Regions from separate parts of the Mus musculus genome. Here region 2 is linked to region 1. Evidence: chromatin contacts called from public HiChIP or PLAC-seq data. All regions are on one chromosome and are shown on one strand. Each heading gives the region's core, a stretch centred on a gene start, on an enhancer-like site or on the middle of the called end of the contact. The rest is flanking DNA. Distances are from core to core; before and after follow the strand shown.

Region 1 (5,546 bases), core at 1,354-3,853:
TTTTTGTACTCTCAATATGAAGATTTTTAGATAAGCTATCTCAAAAACCTTAGGGAACAATCGGGTCCAAATCTGAATACATACATATATGTCAAGTTACTGAATACATACATATATGTCAAGTTACTGAAAACCAGCCATATGTTTTTCCTACAGAACAGGTTCAAATTTTTATATCAATGTTCCACAAACTTCTTAATCTATGCTACAGCATCCTAAAATCAAAACCTTCAACTCTTTTGGATACATTTATCTGTGAATTTACATTAACCAAAATTGTGTGGCTGTCCTAAGAGGAGACAATAAAGCTGGTGAATCAAACAATTCATACATACAGTTCATATTAGGAGTATCTACATATATATGCAACTAGTCCTCCCATCAAATAAATGTATCTCAAACTTTTCTTGGTGGCAATGGGAACTACACTAGAAGGACACACTGATGCATAAGCCCTCTACCTGGCCCTACCTGCAACCGCAATCATTCTTGGTCTGAATGTCAACTGTGTTCAACAGTGTTTTAGCCTCCTTTAACAAACACATTAGCCAAAAGAGCTATGCACAAAGTTGTTCTCTACAGATACTAAACAACCAAAAATCACCATCTAGCGCCCCACTGTCTCACTTTGAAATAGTTTTAATACACAAAGAGCCTCACTGGAGACAAAAGAGAAGTAAGTTTTGTATAGGTGAGGTTCAGGTGATCATTCACTAGAATTTCCTCACTACATTATCATCCCAATTTCCCTAAAAGACAAGGTTTTGTTTTCTTTAGAGCTCAGGCTAAACTCTGGCCAATATTCTTAAGCTGTGCACTAATCCTTTCCTGGCAAACAAGGGGCAATTACTCATGCCAGCATAACAGCTCTTATACAACTCGCGTTATCAGTAATGCAGTCTCAGAGCACATGCTTTGTTGACCACACAGCTTATATCTTTAATGTTTTATATAACAAATTAGTAAGTTGTATTAGGAGTCAGCCACACACACACACACACACACACCCAAACACACCCAAACACAAAAGTGAGACAGGGCAGAGAAAGTCTAACAGTACACTGTCCCCTCAGATAATATAGAACAATTTACTACTCACCGGCCTTGCCTGTGGGCTCAAGTAAGGTTCGAAATCATCATCATTTAGTCCATCCTTTTGATGCACAGAACCATTTTGTACTAGAGGGGAAAAGTTAAATTAGCAATGCCCTGGTCCGAAGAGCTCCCTTCCAAACCCATCCATCAGTTTACATTCACACCAGGAAGAAACCATGCTAGTTCCAAGAGTCACTTGGTTTGAAACTCCGGGGAATAACGATGAGCGCCAGGGCTGAAGCAAGAGCCGGACAGTGAAAAAGAGTCTCCACCCCAGAGCGAGCTGATCTTTTTAAAAGGTCAGTGTATTGGCTCCTTCGAATTTCAATTCCCTCCGGCTTTCTCTCCCCGCTTCCTTCACATGTGAGTGACTTCCAGAAAGTGCTCCACGAGGAGGAAACACAAAGGGCTCCTAAGACCTACGAGAAAACTAAGGACCTGGTGCTTCTCAAAATGCATTCCACCCCCGGCCGCTCATGAATTACTCGTTGTTAACGAAAAAAGCTGCCCGCCAGCTGCAGGGCCACACCAAAAGGGGCGACCGCCCCGCGCGCGGCACCTGCGACCCGAGCGGCTTCGGAAAGGTCCTTTCCCCGGGGCGCGTCCTCGAGCCACCGCCCCCACGGCCCGGCGGACCCCCCTCCCCATCCCGGCCGGCGGCCACCCGGAGGAGCGGGGTCTTACCTTTGTTTCCTTGACCTTTTGGTCTCTGCGAGAGGAGGGGACGTCGCCGAGCAGCAAGTCGTCCGAGAAGAAAACGGAAAAGGAAAGACAAATGAACGCGGGGCCCGAGCAGGGAAGAAAGGAACCGGCCTGGGGGGGACGCGTGGTGAGGGGGAGGCGGGGACGAGCGCTAGGCCGGCGGGGCAGCCCCGGCAGCCCGGCCACCCGGCAGCCACACGAGGGAAAGAGAGGAAACGAGGAAGGGAAGCCCGGGCCGCTACTGGGAGGGAGCGCGGCGCGGCCGGCCCGGCCCGGGGAGGAGCGGGAAGAGCGGGCCGGGCGGGAGACTCAGGGCGCGGCCGGTCTGAGGCCCGAATCCCGAGCCGCGAGAGGCGCCCGCCGCGGCCCGGCCAGGAGCGGCGGGCCCGGGCCTAGTCGGGCCCCGTCTCGCCTCACACAATGGCCGAGACATGCGGGCTGGGCCTGTACCTGCTCCAAGAGGCTGCTGGCCGACATGGCTCTCGGATCCTCACGGGGAACGACGGCGGCGGACTCCTCGTCGGGACAGCGGCGGCGGCGGATGAGCCCCGACGACGGGAGCAGAGGGTGCGGCGGCGGCTTTTGTCCCTGACACTCGGAGCCTCGCCTCGGCGGACGCAGCAGAGACACAGCGCGCGACTCGGGCTCCGGCTCCGATCCGGCGACGCTCTAGGCCGCCGAGCTCAACGCCCGTCTCTATGCTCCGGAGCGCGCGCCCGCCCCCTCGCAGCCCGAATGGGGGAGGCCGAGCGGCAGAGGCGGGCGGCGCGCGCGGCGCGAGCGCTGACTCTCACAGTCGCTGACCCACGCGGAAGGGCCCGGCGCGAAGCATCTCGGGAAGGGAGAGCCGCGCCCGTGGCGCCCTCTGCTGGGCTGGAGGAGCGGAAGCGGTGCGCGCGCGGTCTCCCCGCCCCCACCGCCGCCGCTTTGGGCCTAGGAGCCCTGGGTGGCACCGGGGGTCACCACTGGAGTTTTTTGGCAAACACCTAGAGAATAATTGTTTTGTCTTAAGAAAACACGCAGAAGCCCCTTTCTTAATGGGGCAGAGGCTTCTACTCTGTGTAGGACTTGAGCCCTAACTCATAACTGCATTTGATAACTCTCCCCCAATTTGAAAAGGAACCAGAAGAGAGGTCCTAAGAGCTCACAGGGAAAACTTCATGGAGGTCGGCCCAGAAGACACCCGCGCCCTTCCTTAAGACTATTGTCACCTTCCTTCCTCAGGGACTTGAAAAAAACACCCAGGAGCAGTACTTCCACTAAATATTAAAAAGCCGGCCCTCACTGCCCTGCACACAAGACATTTACCCCTTTGACTTTTGAGGGAGAAAAATATACACTCTCTTTTTTTCAGAGAAGTCAGTGACCCCAAAATAATCTAGTAAACTCTGGACTTTATTCCCAAGAAAAAGACACCTCACCCGTATGCACAGTGTCACACACACTTTCTTGAAGTCTGTTGGACCCTAAGAGGAAATATTCGTGATCTAAGGACTGGAAAATGAACGCTATTCCAGTATGTGCTGTGTGCAGGGCTTTGTCATTAAGTGCTTTCTGACACATTAAATTTAAAGACTTTCAACAAGTTCAAAGTGCCTATCAAACAATGTTACAGCTGGGAAAAGGGAGATTAAGCATGCTGCCAAAGTTATCAAGTTATTAAATAGATCTGTGCTTTTGACACAAAGAACAACATAATATCATTCTTCAACAGCTAGAAAAGAAATCCTGTATTCATGAGCTAAGATTCACTGGAGAGCCAAAGGATGAGCAAAGGCAGGTTTTTTTTTGTTTGTAGGGTTTTTTGTTTGTGTTTTGAGACAGGGTGCCTCTAGCTGTCCTCAAACTCACTAGGTAGACCAGGCTAGCCTTGAACTCAGAATTCTGCCTGCCTCTGCCTCCTAAATGCTGTTATCAAAGGCATGCACCACCAAAGGCATTTTTAATTTAAAAAAAAAAAAATCACGAGCTGGGCGTAGTGGTGCATGCCTTTAGTCCCAGCACTCGGGAGGCAGAGGCAGGCAGATTTCTGAGTTCGAGGCCAGCCCGGTCTACAAAGTGAGTGCCAGGACAGCCAGGGCTACACAGAGAAACCCTGTCTCAAAAAACAAACAAACAAACAAAAAAAAAATCACTCTGGACAAGGATATTTAGTAGTAGGTTTTGCTATTGCAAATGGTAGACACCTGAGCAATGCACTATTGTTAACCTAATGCCATCTGCTTGCTAGATAGAGAAGGTTTGGATTTGACAGATTCAGGAGGAAAAAGCCAAGACTCTTGGATTTTACTTTGTAAACCGCTCAAAGTAAGTGCAAAGCATTTCTTGTCTGCTTATACTCACATTTATGGCTTAAGTGAATAAGATCAGACACCAAAGTTAAAGAACTCTTAGTAAAATGTCACATCTCAGGGTGGAGAGCCCATTAATTGAATGAGAGAAGCCTAGTAATGGTTTTTTTATGAAAGATAATTAGCCAGTCAACCTCATGGCTCAGCTTTGTATATAAACTGTATCAGCAATTGCTTGCATTTAGAGACAGCTTGATTTTGTAAAAAGAGAATTAGACTAGACATCATCTCCTGAGAACGAGAGAGAGTCTAAACACTGGTCTCCCGAGTCCAGGTACAACACTAGGAAAATTATTACACCTGTCTCAGATTCCCTCCCTTAAGACAGAGGATAATACCACCTGCCTAACAAGTTTCTCACAAAAATAAAGGTTAAAAAAAAGAAGAAAGAAAGAAAGGAGCCAGGCGTGGTGGCGCTCGCCTTTAATCCCAGCACTCGGGAGGCAGAGGCAGGTGAATTTCTGAGTTCAAGGCCAGCCTGGTCTAAAAGTGAGTGCCAGGACAGCCAGGGCTATACAGAGAAACCCTATCTTGAACCCCCCCCCCCAAAAAAAAAGAAAGAAAGGAAGGAAGGAAGGAAGGAAGAAAGGAATAAGTTGAAAACATTAGAAAATGGTGGGTATGCTGTGGGTTCCTTTCGTGTGATCTTCTTAAGAGATGGGGGAGGGAGGAGTGCTTCTGACAGTTTCTTCAGCTACAGGGAGCCTTGATTAGCTCCTGTGCGATCACCTTTTCTGCAGGAGTTCCCAGTTAAACGCTAAAATATCCTTGTGGGGAAGGGTAATGCTAACCCTGGGTTCGTTTACCAAATTGGTTTCACAGACTCCTAAATAAACAGAACATACCAAACTGATATGTGTAATCCCTGGGAAGCAGGAAGGGAAGGCTGGAGTGGATGATAGTATTTTAGGGCTTAGAGACTATTATATGGGAACTGAGTTGAGGTTCTAGTCCAGGGTCTGCCACTGGAGCCTCTTAACAGCACCTACAGAGCGCTAAGCAATGTGCTAGGGAGAAAGGCTTACAGTTCACTTTCCCTTGGAGTTTATAGACTCGTTAAGGACATTGAGAGCATGCAAAGAGTTATTCAAAGTGACTCAATTATCACTGTGCAAAGTGCAATGAGGAAGTAGAGGCAGGTGACCTCTTCAGAAGAGCATGGAAGTGTTCACTGAGGAGTGAGCTGTAGCCCAGGCAGACTTGAAGGACCATGAGTTATTAACCAGACAAGGAAGGAAGCTAGCAAGAACACGATATGCAAAGACCGTAAATGAGGAAGAGGCAGGCACCAGTAGGGACTGATAAGAGGTTGCCATAGCTGGCTCATGCCAAGAGGGAGGGTGGCACCACATGAGACTGGAGAAGTAAGCAAGAAAAACTGTAAGGACCTCGTTCTTT
Region 2 (6,017 bases), core at 837-3,336, 35 kb after region 1:
CAGCTTAGTTGTTTTTTTTAGACAAGAGTTTTTCTATGTAGTCCAAGAGCCTGAAACTCAGAGATGTGCCTGTGTTTGCCTCCTGTGTGCTGGGATTAAAGGTATGCTCCATCATGCCTGCCAAGTCTGCCATCTTAAGTGGCATTATCAGTTGGTACACTGGGTTGGTTGGGACAGAAAATAGGGCACAAAAGACCAGCAAACTCAGGCTGGGGGCCCAGCTCAGCAGTGAACATCCTGCTGGGGGCCCAGCTCAGCAGTGAACATCCTGCTGGGGGCCCAGCTCAGCAGTGAACATCCTGCTGGCTTGGACAGGGTTCTGGGTTTTATCTCCAGAGATTTCACAGCAAAAACATGCACAAACTCACCAACAAGCTGAAGTCAAAGGTACTGGGTAGAATGGCAGAAAGACTTACCAATTCCTTCCTCGATTTTGTGTATTGAGTGGGTCTCTACGGCTACAACTGCTGCGCTATTCTCCGACCCAGCTTCATAAATCCTGTAGTGAAAGTGTCCATCAATAAAAAACTATATAAGTCATGAAAAATTAATATTCATAGTAAGGGGTGAAGACATGTGTTTTAATCAGAAAGGAGTAAAATAAGGGTATTTTCGGCATGACTTTGACAGGTTTCCCATTGTAAACTTCAAGAGGCCCAGACCACTTAGCAGTTACTGCCAGAAGATGAAACAGCTCACCTCACCCCAAGTCAATGAACCCTTCTTACATTGATTCCCTTTGCTACTATGTTCCATGGACCCTCTCCTTCATAACTTTACAGATCTGTGTTACTTATGGGTATAAAACCAGATGATTGCTTATATACATCTACACATGTGTGTATGTGTGTGCACATGCACGCATGTACCTATGGAGAACAGAGGGGATGTCAGATACCGTGGAGCTGGAGTTACAAGTGGTTGTGAGCTGCCTGCCTGATGTGGGTGTTGGGAGCCAAACTTGGGTCCTCTGAAGAGCGACGTGTTCTCTCTACCTGCTGAGCCGTCTCTTCAGCCCTTCCTCAATAACTGGAGGGCAGGTTCTCACCTTCCTTTCGCTGCAGCCTCTGACACAGCTACTAATGCTGTGGGGACCCCAACCATAACATTATTTCCTTGCTGCTTCGTAACTCTAACTTTGCCCCAGGCATGAATCCTAATGTAAATTTCTGTATTTTCTGATGGTCTGAGGCAACCTCTGTGAAAGGGTTGTTCAACCTTCAAAGGGGTCTTGACCGCAGGCTGAGAGCTACTGCTGCAAATGCTCAACACACAGTAAATACTGCTTCAAGTATAGGACAGACCTGTTCATAAAATTCACCTGACTAAAACAGAGCCAGCACACAGCATGAGACAGAAAGTGGCCTGATGACCCAGAAATGGATGGCTCTTGCTGAAATCTGCACATTATAGAGTTGGGGTTTATTTTTTTTTTATAGCCTTTTAGTCTTTCAGAAGCAAATTATTGGCATAAACCAAGTATATAGTAACATGAATCTGCCCCGTGTACCCAGCAATCACCAGAGGTACCACTAAATGGGAGGTTATGCAATCTTCTGACCGTACCACAATGAACACAACCTCTCTCATGTGCTCTTTGAAGCTAATCAGGGTTGTGCCTATGTGGACTTTGATGGAGTCGGTTAGGTAAAGCAGATCTTCCCAAATGTCTCTACATTCAGATGACCTAACATGTCACACGAGTGTCCTTTGTTTCCTCTCTCATCAGTCTTGCGCACTAACCTGAACACACTGGTATCTGAAAGTACCACCGGTACACTGGTCTCTGCAGATGCTGACCCACCACCTGGTGGCACCTCTACTGTGCAGACCTCCCCATTGAATTAATTATGTTTGCAATAATCACCATGCTATTTTTATTCCTGAGCTGAGTATAATGTCACATGTCTGCCATCCCAGCACTTGAGAGGAAGAGGCAGGAAGGGCCAGGAGTTCTAGGTCAACCTGGAATGCAGGATGCTGTTCCAATAAACAAACCCAAACAATACAGAAGCCATTGTCTTACCCCATGCTCTGTCCCTGTCAGGGCTGTCACCCTGCACACTGCATGGGGACTGGGCACTACACTAGACCTCTTCCTCTTTTTCCTGCCTTTGAGTGAAGTGGTGATTGCGTCTATTTCCTTCCCTTTCTTTTGTACAGTGGACGTTAAAATAGACCCTTAGACATGGTAGACAGGCACTCTGTCACTAAACTGCATACCCAGCTCTTCTGCTAGTTTTCCGCTTTGTGCCCTCAGTTCCAACAGCTGTCAAATCTTGCCAGACAGACTCTTTAACTCCAGCCTCGTCCCTGACTCTAACACCACTGCTGCTACTTTGACTCGGGCCTCATTATGTCCAGCCTTGGAAGAGCTTGCCTAGACTCTCATTAATCCTGTATACTCCTACCAGAAAATCATGTGGTTCTCCTCCTTAAAACATTTAAAAATTGGGTTTCTTTGTATTTACAGTTCTAAGGACTAAACCCAGAACCTCTCACGTGCGTCCAGGGTTTTACCCCTCAGCTAAATTGCTATTTATTTTTTTCATCTCTTACTATTTTTTGTTTTTGGTTTATTTTTCGAGACAGGGTTTCTCTGTGTATCTCTGGCTGTCCTGGAACTCACTTTGTAAACCAGGCTGGCCTCGAACTCAGAAATCCGCCTGCCTCTGCCTCCCGAGTGCTGGGATTAAAGGCGTTCACCACCACTGCCCGAATCATCTCTCACTTTTATTTTGAGACATGGTAGTAATGAGTTGCCTAGGCTGGCCTCAAATTCAAGTGATCCTTCTGCCTCAGACTCTACAGTGCTGAAATTACAGGAAGTTCCCTCATCCCCAGCCTCCATTGTTGAGTTTATTTTTTATTTTTGCATTGCTAGGGATAATAGTCATGACTCCTGGAAGTGGCAGCATATGACTTTAATCCCAGGACTGGGGAGGCAGAGACAGGTAGATCTATTTGAGTTCAGGGGCAGCCTGGTCTACAGAGGAGCGCCAGCATGGCTATACAAAGGAACCTTGTCTTAAAAACACACACATACGCGCACGCACGCACGCACGCACACACGAACATCCCAAACCAAAAAAAAACCACCACCACCAAATCCACCTGAGGACCTCACACTTAGAGGCAGCTAGGCAAGCAGTGAACTGACTGAGCTCAGCTCTCCACCTGTCTCAGCAGTTTGCCCATCACTTGGAACTGCCAAAGGGTGGCCCAGCCCCAGGCTGGTGACGATTACTGATGTTGAGAGAGGGTAAGGAGACTCAGAGGAGGAGGAATCAGTCCTTCTCCAGACAGGTATTTACTGGGCTCAGGAGACCAGCAATGCTGCCACGGGCACGATGGGGGAGCTCACTCAGGTAATGGACATCAGCCAGCCTCCACCCTGTGCTCTAAATCACTAGTCTTCGGATAAAATCTGTCATGTTCTTCCTAGTGAGTGTCTTCCTAGTGTGTTACTGACTGTAAAACATATCATTCTGCGCTGATAATTACTTGAACCAAAATGTCAGTCTTCAGCCGGGCGTGGTGGAGGCGCACACCTTTAATCCCAGCACCCGGGAGACAGAGGCAGGTGGATTTCTGAGTTCGAGGCCAGCCTGGTCTACAAAGTGAGTTCCAGGACAGCCAGGGCTACACAGAGAAACCGTGCCTCAAAAAACAAAAAACAAAACAAAACAAAACAAACAAACAAAAAGTCAGTCTTCTCCCTGAGTGATAGTAATTTGTTCCTATAATCCCAGCAGAGGCAGGCTGTAAGTTCAAAGCCAGCCTGGTCTACACACAATGAGAGCTGCAGGACACCCAGGGCTATTACACAAAGTCTGCCTCAAAAAAGTCAGTTATGTCAAGCAGTGTTTCAGGACAGGCAAACTCAGGAGCACACCTGCCCAGGACTCAGTAAGATATTAGCTTCCTTACTTCAGGTGGACTTGTAACAGTCACACGTGACCGTGTTCTCAGCTACCCATAGATTTCAGGTATGGCCTAAGTATATGATGAAGACTCTAAGCTAAGGATCTGGTTATTTTCTATAAAAATCAGTTATTGATTCTGTGCAATGAAAAAGGAGAAGCAAGCCAGGCAGTGCTGGTGTTTAGTGGCAGCACTCAGGAGGCTGAGGCCAGCCTGCTGTACAGAGTGAGCTCCAGGGCAGCTGAGTTCTGAGGTTAAGCCTGCACCAGCCGGTTTTATGTTCCATGTGTTGCCAAAGTGTTTGGATTCTGAATATAATTTTTAATGGTAGTTATAAAACTGTATGAACAAATCAAATTTTAAAATGCTAATTAAGGGCTGGTGAGATGGCTCAGTGGTTAAGAGCGCCAACTGCTCTTCCAAAGGTCCTGAGTTCAAATCCCAGCAACCACATGGTGGCTTACAACCATCCGTAACGAGATCTGACGCCCTCTTCTGGAGTGTCTGAAGACAGCTACAGTGTACTTACATTAAATAAATAAATAAATAAATAAATGCTAATTAAACAATAATAGCAAATGGCTTAGCAGTTAAAAAGAATTAGCTGCTCTTGCAGAGGACTGGGTTCAATTCCCAGCACCCACATGATGGTACACAACTGACACAACTCCAGTCCCAGGAGATCTGACATCCTCACAGACATACTTGCAGGCAAAAAGACTAATGCACATGAAATAAAAATAAATCATTAATATAAATATTAGGTGCTTTTCCTTCTATCTAATGCCTCCAGGATAACCACTCACTCCTCTTTTGGTATGACTGTTCTTGAGCTTTGGTTACAGCGCTGTCAGTATTTAACCAAACATCCTTGGTGCTGGAGAGATGGCTAAGTGGTTAAGGGAACTCACTCTGTACAACAGGCTGGATTTGAACTCACAGAGATCTGCCTGCTTCTGCCTTCTAAGTGCTGGGACTAAAGGCGTGTGCCACCACCACTAGGCTTTTTTTTTTTTTATCACCCCTTAAAGTTAGGCATGGCAGCACCACACACCTATCCTCTCAACACTGAAGAGGCTAAGGGAGAAGGAGAGTGAACTTGGGCCCAATCTCGGCTACGTAACAAGACCTTGTCCCAAAAAAGGAAAAAGAAAGGAAGGAAACAGACAGACAGAGAGATCACTACCATCAACTTGCTCCCTCCAGGGTTTCTCTGTGTAACCCTGACTATTCTGGAACTTGCTCTATAGACCAGGCTGGCATCAAACTCGAGAGATCCACCTGCCCCTCCTTCCAAGTGCTGGAATCAAAGGAGTGTGAGACTACTGCCCAGCCCAAAGAAATGCATCCTAAGTCCTATCTTTTTTTTTTTTTTTTGTTTTTTTCGAGACAGGGTTTCTCTGTTTAGCCCTGGCTCTCCTGGAACTCACTTTGTAGACCAGGCTGGCCTCGAACTCAGAAATCTGCCTGCCTCTGCCTCCCGAGTGCTGGGATTAAAGGCATGCGCCACCATGCCTGGCCTAAATTCTATCTTTTAGGGTTAATATATAACATAGCTCAGGGACAGATCATCTGTGCAGCATAAGACAGGTTCCAGGTTTGACCCTGAACATTGCAAAGGCATTTTAGTCAACTTTTCTAACAGATAGTGATCCACTTAGCCCTTTGTCTTCACTAGGTAAGGGATTCCATACTTAATCCATGCACTTCTGGCTTTTACAATAGATCACAAGCTTCACGGGGGCAAGGACCTTGTACTGTTTCTTCTAACACCTCCACAGTGCATCTTCATGGTGATGGGAGTGCACAGATACTTTTGATAGACTGAGCTTGATAATGCGCCTATCCATGAGTGTTTGAGAGCTTATAGTAGAAATATTTTTGGATGTGTCTTTCTTAGTTTCTGAGTCAGCACCACATTTGAGAAATATGCGCCTGGGCCCTGTGCTAACTAGTGTGGAGAGAGATGAGGGAGCCACAGACGTCACCCCCGAGAGCTCACACTGTAAAGGCAGAGATGGGTACTAGGGAAGAGCTCTAAGATGACAGAGATGGAAACCCGAGAAGCTCTAACTGAAGCAAATGTTTATGCT

Evidence for each region. HiChIP or PLAC-seq counts read pairs in DNA pulled down with a chosen protein or histone mark.
Region 2: an H3K27ac HiChIP or PLAC-seq map of microglia shows a contact between it and region 1, with 4 times the contacts expected there. The contact joins the enhancer-like site here to the promoter of Ythdf2 in region 1. A contact is called at or near these places in 12 of 39 promoter capture datasets (the 3T3-L1 cell line, embryonic stem cells, erythroid cells and 5 more), 88 of 484 Hi-C or Micro-C datasets (the 63-12 cell line, the AML12 cell line, B cells and 61 more), 14 of 115 datasets of contacts at active chromatin or transcription factors (the 230-238 cell line, CD4 single positive thymocytes, CD8 T cells and 8 more) and 6 of 9 other capture datasets (adipose tissue, embryonic stem cells, embryonic tail and 3 more).

The regions. Positions count from the first base shown.
Region 1 is chr4:132,209,653-132,215,198 of GRCm38.p6, forward strand. It overlaps Ythdf2 (YTH N6-methyladenosine RNA binding protein 2), which reads right to left and starts at 2,604. Exons shown (of 5, transcript NM_145393.4): 1 at 2,248-2,604; 2 at 1,780-1,804; 3 at 1,100-1,179. The coding sequence starts at 2,274.
Region 2 is chr4:132,245,570-132,251,586 of GRCm38.p6, forward strand. It overlaps Gmeb1 (glucocorticoid modulatory element binding protein 1), which reads right to left. Exons shown (of 10, transcript NM_020273.2): 3 at 417-499. It also overlaps the pseudogene Gm13252. Among named protein-coding and RNA genes, the nearest start is that of Gm28874, 6.5 kb to the right of the region's middle. Within about 2 kb of position 2,087, at least 73 of the 459 cell types and tissues checked have an H3K27ac peak or open chromatin away from gene starts, as enhancers often do. A contact at or near this core is called in CD4 single positive thymocytes, ECoMG myeloid progenitors, the HPC-7 cell line and 12 more, where this site is marked.